2 separate regions of the Mus musculus genome follow, and region 2 is linked to region 1. Evidence: chromatin contacts called from public Hi-C data. All regions are on one chromosome and are shown on one strand. The core of a region is the stretch at or near the end of the contact, and the rest is flanking DNA. Distances in the headings are between cores, read along the strand shown. Region 1 overlaps Pde11a (phosphodiesterase 11A). Region 2 overlaps Pde11a (phosphodiesterase 11A).

Region 1 (5,248 bases), core at 798-3,297:
CTTACAGTTTCTTGGTAATGTCAGACACGATTATGTCCGTACACTTTTACAATTTACATGTCCTAAGAAAAATACCCAGTGCAGGCTCATGGTGCGGGAGAATTTATTTTCGCTAGGAGAGGAATGACCCATAACTCACGAACGGTGATGCTTAAAGTGAGTTATGGAGGTTACTCTCCTGTGAGAGGAAATGGATTGGACGATCCTTCTGCCCCGTTGTATGTTTGGTTATTAGCGCACCAGGTTCTTAATTATGTGTGGCCTTGCCTTTTTTTCTTTTGTAAAATAGATGTGAATAAAGAGAAAGCCAGTTAGAAGCACGGAGTGCCTGATGGAGGCTCTGCGATGCAGGTGGAAAGAGTAAAAATAAAAGCCATTTCACACAACTGAAGGGCAGGAACCTTAAACTTGCCTGAACCACTGTCTCCAACTGGTCCATTCCACTGATAATTTATGAGGTCCACAGCTGATGTTCTGCAGAAACATTAAACACCACTCCTTCCCTAAATACAAAATTTGCCACATGTTTCTGTTACATCTACGTGAAGATTTAAATGTTTTTTTTCCAACGTGCAAATTTGATTTTACTACTATAGCAAAGCTACAGAACACAGCAGTTTTGTTAAGGGAAGTGTGATTACGTACACTGGCGAGGTGGTGCGAGGGAGGATGCTTTTTGGAGACCTCAGACATGATTACCATTTACTTCAGTGCAGCCAGTCACAGAACTTATTGTAACCTGCCAATGACACAAGGAATTTGATTCTGTCTCCTGATGCGGGTTCTGGCTACTGAAATGTTTTATTTAACAACTGGCTGCCTCTGTCCTTCCCAAGGGGGCAAACAAAGAGCTCTAATTGTATTCCAGAGAGATTCCTTTTGGGGGAAATTTTTTGACCTCAAGGATCAGGACTTATCTGAGAACGTCAGTCACTAGACCGCGTGAGATGCTCCAGCTTGAGGCTGGGACAGATTTCCCCCCTAAGTGTCCCTTCTGTTCTCCAGCTTGAATTATTGATAAAATGGCGTGGCTATCTCCCCAAATAACCTTGTTGACAACACAAAGGTGGACTGAAGAACACTACCTCCACACTGAAGATTTAGGATCCCCAGTAAATGTCAGGAGGTGTCAATGTGTGTGCCGTGACACTTGGTTATTATTAGTGTTTAACTGCCGGTCCCCACCAGCGCCATGCCGCCAGCACCACCATAAATTTTAATGTGATCACGTGCTCTTCCCTTTTCACAGCCAGCGAATTCTGCAAGATCATAATATCCTATATGAACCCTAGCTGAACCTTAGCGTGATGCGATAAGAGCGAGATTTTGAGCAATGAAAGTTGTTCGTCATTATAGTGCTTAAAAAAAAAAAAACCAAAAACCAAAATCCCGGACGCTGAGCAACATAGTTCTTCAAATAATATTTCCCTAAGATAAATTCACTCATTCAATTAATCTTTATTGAGCCCTACGGGAAGCAGGGCAATGCCCTAGGTGATAAAGAGTCTATTTATAAGACACTAAAGAATCCTGACTCTTAAGGACCCTTTCTGTTCCCCTTGGAAAATCTGTCAGAGTACACACCATTTATAATGCAAACAAAAAGTATGTCTGTAACTTAGACATCAAGGCACGCCTTTTAGTCTACAGAATACAAGCAAAAAAAAAAAAAATCCATTCCTATATCTGGTTTACCCTGTCAGTACAGGAGCCCTGGTCATAATCTTTCATTACACATGTGCACAACGGGCTAGCATTCCTTTCTCCTTACATAAACAATGAGAATTTGTATAGATACCATTGGTATATAGGTTTTTAGTCTCTGTCTAGCCATGGTTGATGAAAGCATTATCTAGTATATTTATTAGAGGAAGGCAAAGCTCAGGAAAAAAAATTAACTATATAGGTATTTCCTTCAAATAAAAGGTAACCTTGAAGCTTTGATTCCGCAATTTTAAAAAAATTTCCAGCGAGGTGCATGGAACAAATCAATAATCGATCAATGGGTTTCTGGGTGAATGAAATATCCACCCACGTCTGAATAAAACTGCTCGTGCTATAAACTTCCCCTTTGTTTCCTTTGATTTCTAAGGAGCTAAAGTTATTTGGTTTCCTAAACATGAGGCTGGATGCTGTTGCAAACCATTTTGAGTGAATAATCTTATTTTCTCTGTGTGAAATAATTTTAGAGATAAAAGCTAGGAAGTTGGTGCAAATATGCATGTGAGTGTCCAGAAGTTTGTGGTTCCAAACCCGTTCAGCAGTGCCCAGCTGCGCAACTTCCCCCTTCTCCTAGACAATGGGGTTAGGAAAATGCGCGATCAAATTTCAAGTCACGTGGAGGAGGCAGGATTCTTCTTGCTAACGCACAGTCATAAAACAGGCCCATCTTCATAGAAGGGGCTCTGTTCCGACAGACCGGCTTTGTTGGTGAATATTTTAAAGAAAACATTTATTTTTGCACTGGCCTGAATCTGTCGCGCCAGAAGAAAAGAAGCACTTTCAAGGAAGGTTGGTCAAGGTTTGACCGCTCACTGCTTCCTCCCCCCCCCCCCCCAACACCCCGCCTCCGGATTGGTTGGGAAACTTTGCCTTGGAGCGCCATCTAGAGGAAATTCCAGCACACATCGGGCGTCCTTTCAGTCAAAAATTTCCTTCCTTCTTTCCTTCCTTCCTTCCCTCCCTCCTTTCTTCCTTCTCTTTTTCTGTCCCTCCCTCCCTTCCTCTCTCCTTCCCTCCCTCCTTTGCTCCCTCCCTCCCTGCCTTTCTTCCTGTTGGCTGGTGGTAACTTGAGAAGCAGAGGCAAGATGATCAAAAGTTCAACCTAATGTGACCACAGAATTGAGGAAGGGAAACTGGGGTTGTGGGGAGGGGTGGAGGTCTGGAGAGCGGATGCTGTGGAACACAGATGCTGTGTACATAGAAACGAGGAGATGGGGGGTTTAACTGGGAAGAGGGGAGGGAGAGACGCACAGAGGGAGAGGGAGGGAGGAGGGATACATAGCATTAAGGGTGTTTGAAAAAAATTGTAGGGAAACATTTTTATGTTTCTTAAAACACACAAATATGCAACATGTGTGTGTGTGTGTATATGTATCTATACAGTTTAAATGAAGTGACACTTGGGAGTGATACTATTCTCTCAGGAGCTTTAGACTATCTAACAAAACACCCAATGCTAGACAGGCAGGGAAAACTTTCTCTAGATTTGTTGGTCAAGAGAGTTGGAAGAAACTTCCAAAATAACACAGCTTATTGCTGTAGCTAGTGGTTGCCTCTCAGAACTTGCAGGCAAGGCCTGTTCCTAGAGATGCTACATACGTCAGATATAGTCGTTGCAGGAATAAAGCTAGAACTGACCTGGAAGCCTCAGCCCTGAAAACTAGCTTTCCTAGTACCTGAAATGACTATGCAAGTTGACAAAGCAGAAAAACAATGAATAGCCCCACCCACCTGCTGAGCTTCCCAACCATACAACGACCAGCACTCATCAAAGGTTCAAGGAAAGTTGCAATAGTGACACTGATATCTCGGAGGTGACAACAGCTGTCTACTTGGATTTGTATCCTGCTTAAGAGGAGGAACTCATGCTTAGTGTTGTAAACCTAGCCAACTACCTATGACTTGCAAGATCAAGGACCCTAGAGGAGAACCTAGCATGGCTATTTCCCCCAAGGGTACAGTAGATGTCTAACTGTATTCTAAATATGTATCCTTATACCTGCAGGTGTAGTTCTCACTCCTCCTCAAAGAAGCTTCCTTTTGCAGCTTCTTGCAGACCAAGAAGCTACAACTGGTCAAAACGCTGAAAACAGCAGACCGTGGAATGCTCAGCCTCAGCTGAATCATGCACAACACAACTCACTCCTTTACCCAAGGCTCAGGGGACATCTTCAGGGATGGAGCAGAAAAATTGCAAGAGCCAGAGCGTCAAGATATCTGCTCTGAGATTGTGTCTTCTACATAGGACAGGGAAACTGCACCCAGGAAGTCTCAACAGCATGGCTGCCTAACCAAGATCTGTATAACACACCTGTTAACATACCAATATAGAGGAGGGAAATGTCACAAGGCCCCACTTCCAGATGAAGATCTAGAGGCAATGAATGGCTTCTGAGAGACGAAGTCTCAGTCTTCTCCAGGGACGGGCTCTCTGATGTGTTATCCAATCCCAAATGGTCAGCCCTAAACATATGTACATGCTAGCAACATCAAACAGACTCAGAAAGCTGTGTATATAACCAGAACTAATGATATAATTACAATTATGCGATTAAAGAAGATGAGGTCATGAATCTGAGAGGGAGTAGGGGGCAAGGAAAGGGGGATGAACAAGGTGGGGTGGAAAGTATTAAATACAGTATTCATGTATAAAATTCTCAAAAAAATAATGCCAAGTCAGGAGGCAGAGTATGTGGCAAGTATATTTGGTAGGAAGTGAATGAAATCAAAATACATTGTATGTATGATAGAAATTATTAAAGAGATCAAAACATTATGTTTTTAAAAAGAAGTTCAAGGGCAATGTCATCTACATAGCTAGTTTAAGGTCATTGAAGGGCAGCCTGGACTACATGAGACTGTCTGCAAAAAACAGACAAAAAAGAAAAGAAAAGAAAAGAAAAGAAAAGAAAAGAAACCAGATTAATAGAAAAGTTTGGTTTGGGTTTTAACTCGTTAGAATTAGAATATGTGGACCCTAGAACGAAGACAGAGTCTCAAAATAGTGAAAGACCCCAGTGGTCTTCAGGGATGCATATAGTTCTGGTGCCCACACATGGATATAACGTGGGTGTCCTTTACCACAGGCTGAGATCATGTTAGAAACTAGATTTGATGGCTGAATTAAGTGAATAACATCTACATGCATCAGGCATTCTTAGCCAGCTCCAGAATTATTGTGTTGATTAAAACAACAAACAAAAACCCGCTTAAGTAGACTTTCCCAGATGGAGCTGGAGAAGACACCCCTGTAAGACTTAAACAAGTTGGCACTCCAGCCCACCAGGAACCTTCAGTAAGTTTGGCAAAATGTCATGAGCAGAAAGTAACGACTCTTCCAGATGCAGCTGTGTAGCCCCATGTGCCGGAGACTAAAATAATATCCACTGACATCTTTCCAAGCCTCCTCCCTGCAGTGTGCGATCTCCCGCCCTTCTCCCCCAGAGAACAACAGTGAACTCTTCTATTTTTGCAGGAGCATGAACGCAAAAACAAAACCCAGACTTTTTCTAACAGGGATGTGCTC
Region 2 (5,248 bases), core at 1,777-4,276, 40 kb after region 1:
GCACATCATCCCCTTCCTGGCATCTGCAATGCTCAAGAGTGACAAAGTACAGCCGTCCTTTCTGTGATGTGGCCTTTTGATTAAGACACAATTCATAAAGGGAACTGGACACTTGAGCACGAGGTGGGCCACATATTTATGGATGCAGCCTGAGCGGAGCAGGCTGCCAGCTGCCTGCCGCAGTGTCAACAGACTGCCCTTGACGGGGCTGGGGTTGTTCTTTACCCGACAGAGCATTTTCCAGGGAGAGTTCAATAGCTTACTCTGACAGTAAAGAATAACTTGGATACTAAACCTGGCATAAATACTATTGAAAGTCAAAACGATCCCTTAAATTCAAGAGGCAGGAGTAAGGGCTGGGGGAGGCAGACTAGGTTAGGGAGAAGTTGATACCAAAATTCTGTGCACATCATGCCTCCTCACATGATCCTAGAAATAAGCTGGGGCAGGGTGGGGGAGGACTGGAAAGCCAGGGTGGGCAGTTCTGAAAGCAGCACTCCAGAGAGTCAGTCTGCGGAGCACGGAGACAACAAGCTGCTTCCTTCAGGCACCAAGGTTCCAGGCTAGCCCGGGCTGCAGAGGAGCCTCTGAGAGAGTATCTGTCAGAGGCAGAGGAACAGGGGGATAATGATGCTCTGGTGGGTGACACTGTGAGCTGCCAGCCCCCATCACTGGATCCCTGGGTCCCTGGATCACTGGATCGCTGGCAGCCCTCCTTGGTGATCTCCTCCGATTGACCCTCCTCCGCATGCCCTGAGTTGCCTGGTGTGGTTGAGTGCTGTGAAGCCACTCTTTCTGCACTTTGCTTTGTGGCTAGGGGAAGTGGCCAGGAAGGAGGCCATCTTGTGCTGTGACTACCAGGGACAGAAATACTTTCTTGAGCTAATCAGTGTAAATCGTCCCAGCACCGGTCCACAAAGGGAGAGTAGGATTCCTCACTCCCGATTGCTCCTGAAGAACCCCAGTAGATTACCACAGCAACATTGGTGGGTGATCCTGAGGCCTGAAGCTGCTTCACCACTCGATTTTACCCCGGGAATGGACGTGATCTCTTAAATCTAGACTAGGTGATGAGGATGCCCTTTGACCTTCGACACCATGTCTCACCATTTCCTTTGCTCTTATCTCCATATGCAAATGCCACAAGAAGTGTCTATTCTTGGTGTTTTATTTACTTTGCCATGATGTCAGTTTGTGGCTTGAGCATTAATACTGAAAACCTGGATGATGGAAGAGGCGGTCCAGACTCAAACATCCACCTTGAGTTACTGGCCTTTAATTACTGAGGCAGTTATAGGGCCGTAAACGAACCTCGTCATTGACTACAGCTGTAACCCAGGCAGTTCTGAACTGGAATAAGGGATGACTGAAGGAGGCAATACAGCCTAAGAAAGTCCACAGGTTGATGCTAACGGACAGACTGGCGGTAGGTGGTGATAACCATTAGCTCTGTCTATTGCAACGGAATCCAAGGAAAAGTGTGTAAAACCACGGGAGTGTATAATTGGTGTGCTGAGCTCATTTTCTCACGTTATCACAGCTGGCATCTTCAGGTTATTAAAAGCCTTTAAACTAGCCGTCTTTGAAGAGATCTAATTGTCAATATGGTCTTTATATGCTATTCCTGTTAGCGCAGTGCTGAAGAGACGTAAACGGGCACTAAAATCTGCACAAATTTTCTCTATGTCACTTTCTCATTTCAAGTTCATGGAACAGTAAATGTTAATGAGGAAAAAGAAAACACTCTTTGGATCTTGGCCTGCTCATTAATGCACAGGGCAATCAGCCCATAAAGGATAATTTATCGACGCTATAATCAGAATCAGACTTCAAGAAGCAGATAATTTATTAGTACCTGGCAGTTTGGGATCTTTGTGTGTGTATGAGTGGCCCTACAAACAAGACTATTTCCTGAGGTATGAATAATATCAGAACTAGGGAAAATAAGCCTGAGCTCTGACTTTCTGGAAGAAGCACAATCCACTTGTTGGGCAGCGTTGGGACACTGGCTTTCAAGTCAGTGAGCGTCAGTTTTAGTTGCTAGCTAGAGACAATCTAGTCTGACCTGCCAGGAGATTCTCAGGGAGGGTTTGTCTAGACAAGGTCAGCCTGTGGAGAGTGTCTGTTAGGCATTAGCTGGAGTATGCCAACTGAGGTAGGAAGCCCCAGCTACTGTGGGCATCACCATTGCCGTGGTGGGGGACCCTGAACTGTGTGAATGGAGAGAGGTATTGAGTTGGGCACGTGCAGGCCTGCTCTCCTCCTCTCCCTGCTCCTGACTGTGTGGCCTTGACCAGCTGCCTCCAGGTCCTGCCCCCGGGACGTCCCTGCAGTAGCCGACTGTACCCTGAGCTGTGAGCTAAAATGAACTCGTTCCCCTCTAAGTTGCTTTTATGGGGTGTTTGGACACAGCCACAGAAACAAGGCAGAGACTAACTGCAATCCTGTTTTCCTGCCTGCCACAACACATTGCTTTGAATTCTTCTTAACAAGACAAGTAGGAGGAATCAGAATAAAGGAAATCACAGATAGAATCAGGTGAAGCAATGTGAAACAGAACCAGCAGGCACGAGGACAGACTGCAGCTTTATCTCATGTGCAGTTGGCTCCCCTCTCGGCCACGCCCTCTATGTGTATAAACGGCTATAAACTACGAGTAAGGAAGGGCACAGATCTCACTCTCCACTCTCTGTAGTACTGGTGCTCGCTCACACTGCTGACTGAGGTCTTCAGAATGTGCCTTCCCAGTCCTTACCCAGCAGCCTCTCCACCTGCACTGTCCTTCCCAGCCCTTGATGTCACCCTGGCAGGAATGCGTCCCTGCTCTGCTCTGCAGTGAAGCTTTTGGTCTCTGATGTGTGCAGATGGCCCTCTGGAGGCTGAGATATCTGAAGTCGGGCATAAGCAGAAACCATCCTAGCCATCAGGCTTTCGCTTCCGCTCACGTTCGCAGCTAAGAACAAGGACCCATGGGTGGCTGAGGGGCGAGACAGATCCAAGAGCTGTCTCGAATGCTGAGCCTGGACTCGTGCAGATAGGGAGGCATGTGAACTCGCTTCCACTAGAACACTAGTGATTAGAAAGGCTCTTAGACTCATGTACATGGCCACATCTTGCTGGTCTCTGGGACATTTCTGCATCTAGGGCTTCTTTTGAGACCTGTCATTTGCCTGTGTGTATCTGAGCTCCAGATCTTTTCTAACACCAGATAATTAAATAATATCTTCCCAAACTCTGGGGTCATCGCTGATTCACTGAGCACTGGTCCAGCTAAGTAGAGTGAACATTAGGACTATTCTTTAACTATCTTTTAACTATCCTTTAACTCAGGAAATCTATGGATAACACTGATTCCAGATTTAAATCTCTATGCTGTTTAAAAGAAAATTATGCATACTTTCAAATGCACTAAAGATAATATGTCACAACACAGTTGTATGTATATGTGTCTTGTCTGTATATACTGGTGAAAATAAAGTACTTATTCAGTTATTTACTTAGCTGTATACAACTGAGTCTGAAGTTTTCATAAATGTCCCATGACTATACACAGGATTATTCTAAGCATACTATATTTTAATGTTATTGCTGCAGTTACAATAGACACAAGCCATCAATTAGGGTAATGTTTTATTTACTTTATATATCAAGGAAAAACCATTTGGTTGACATTACTACTATATCTAAATTACATTATAATAGGATATAATAGGATACATTATAATATCTTTTGGGATACAATCTGGAATAAATCAGCTCAGTTAGTAATCTTGATGGTTTTAAGATGAAATAACCCTTTGTTCTCAAATTTAAATACTTCATATTTTTAGTATGTTTGGAGCTCATAATAGAAAAGCATGGTGTGTTCTAAGACACTGGAGTTCTGTTTGCTCTAAAGCAAAGAATGAAGCCTGAATGCAGGTTAGTGACCTTCACAAAGCAGAGAGCTCTGGACCCGGTGTGGCTTGCTGTGTTTCTGGGAGGTTGCTGTGGGTGACTTTTACGGTCACATTTAGTTCATTATGCATTTTGCTGTCTTCTTTCTAGTTACTTCCCTGCTTTGGCAACAAGGATAATCATAATAGCAGCCACAATGAAATAATAGAATGTGATATTATCTTTTTAACAAGAGCTGGGTATTTCCATTAAGTAAATTTCTACCTAACAAAACCTTTGCCTTATTATTTAACTATCCAAATTTACAGATCAAAATAAAATTTTTACAGATTTACCATATAATATCTGGTGTTTTGATGCACAAATACTAAATTTTACTAAGGTAAATAAGCTTTAAATATTTTGTATACATTAAGTAAAATGCAATTTAAATTGGCATCTAAAATAATTTCATATCATAGTTTTAATATTTTCTTGAAGGCTAACTGCCTTAAGATCTAGAATACTGATATTCTTTGCATTCATTCATTCATTCATTCATCCATTCATTCACTCACTCATTCATTCACAGCGTTTACTGAGTGTCACTGTGGTCCAAGACTTTTGAAATGCAGTAGAGATAGAACCATGAAGAAAATATAGAAAAATCTCTGCCATAATGGAGTTCATATCCTAGTCAACACATACCATGATTTAAATGCCCAAATTCCACGTGTTGGAAATTTGCACTCACTGCAGTGGTGTTGGTAAGTGAGACTTTGGGAGATGGGTGGGTCCTGAGGGTCCTGCCTTGGTTCATGAATGAATGGATTCGTGGCTTACCAGAAGGAAAGGATTTAGAGCAGTTCTCTGGAGTGCTTGCTCTATCTTGCAACATGATGCCCTCTGCTATGTTGTGATGAAGCAAGAAGCCAACACACACACACACACACACACACACACACACACAGACACACACACACACATGTGCACACAAATCAGACGCTGAGAAGATGTCAGTCATGCCCTTGGGTTTCTCAACCTGTACAGCATGAGCTAAGTAACCTCCATTGTTTATAAACTACACAGTCTTACGAATTTTGTTACAGAGACAAAAACAAACTAAAAGAGTATGTCAGCTGTTTGCCTCTACAACAAATAGGCACTGAGTGCTATGGATTCGATTGCTTTGTTCTTTCCTGGGGTTGAGGCAGCAATTACCTCTTGATAGTGCTGTCTCTCCTTTTCACTTTGGGGAACCACGCTAAGACTTTTCCTTAAGCATCTGGCTAATGTAAGGACTCATTACCTACCTACTGTGTGGACCTTGCCCTGCTGGGGAATTCTGTCCCTGTACTCAGGGTCTTTCTTT

What was found. Hi-C and Micro-C count contacts between places; a contact is called where the count stands out from the background.
Region 2: a contact with region 1 is called in a Hi-C map of the N1E-115 cell line, with 7 times the contacts expected there. The contact joins two enhancer-like sites. A contact is called at or near these places in 3 of 15 datasets of contacts at CTCF or cohesin (the NIH/3T3 cell line, embryonic stem cells and pro-B cells), 17 of 484 Hi-C or Micro-C datasets (the G1E-ER4 cell line, the HPC-7 cell line, the N1E-115 cell line and 9 more), 4 of 115 datasets of contacts at active chromatin or transcription factors (the SCID.adh cell line, embryonic stem cells and microglia) and 1 of 9 other capture datasets (embryonic stem cells).

The regions. Positions count from the first base shown.
Region 1 is chr2:76,068,219-76,073,466 of GRCm38.p6, forward strand. The region is part of intron 12 of Pde11a (phosphodiesterase 11A); the gene reads right to left. Among named protein-coding and RNA genes, the nearest start is that of Gm52518, 34 kb to the left of the region's middle. Within about 2 kb of position 2,048, at least 252 of the 459 cell types and tissues checked have an H3K27ac peak or open chromatin away from gene starts, as enhancers often do. A contact at or near this core is called in the N1E-115 cell line and the SCID.adh cell line, where this site is marked.
Region 2 is chr2:76,107,150-76,112,397 of GRCm38.p6, forward strand. The region is part of intron 10 of Pde11a (phosphodiesterase 11A); the gene reads right to left. Among named protein-coding and RNA genes, the nearest start is that of Gm52518, 73 kb to the left of the region's middle. Within about 2 kb of position 3,027, at least 18 of the 459 cell types and tissues checked have an H3K27ac peak or open chromatin away from gene starts, as enhancers often do. A contact at or near this core is called in the N1E-115 cell line and the SCID.adh cell line, where this site is marked.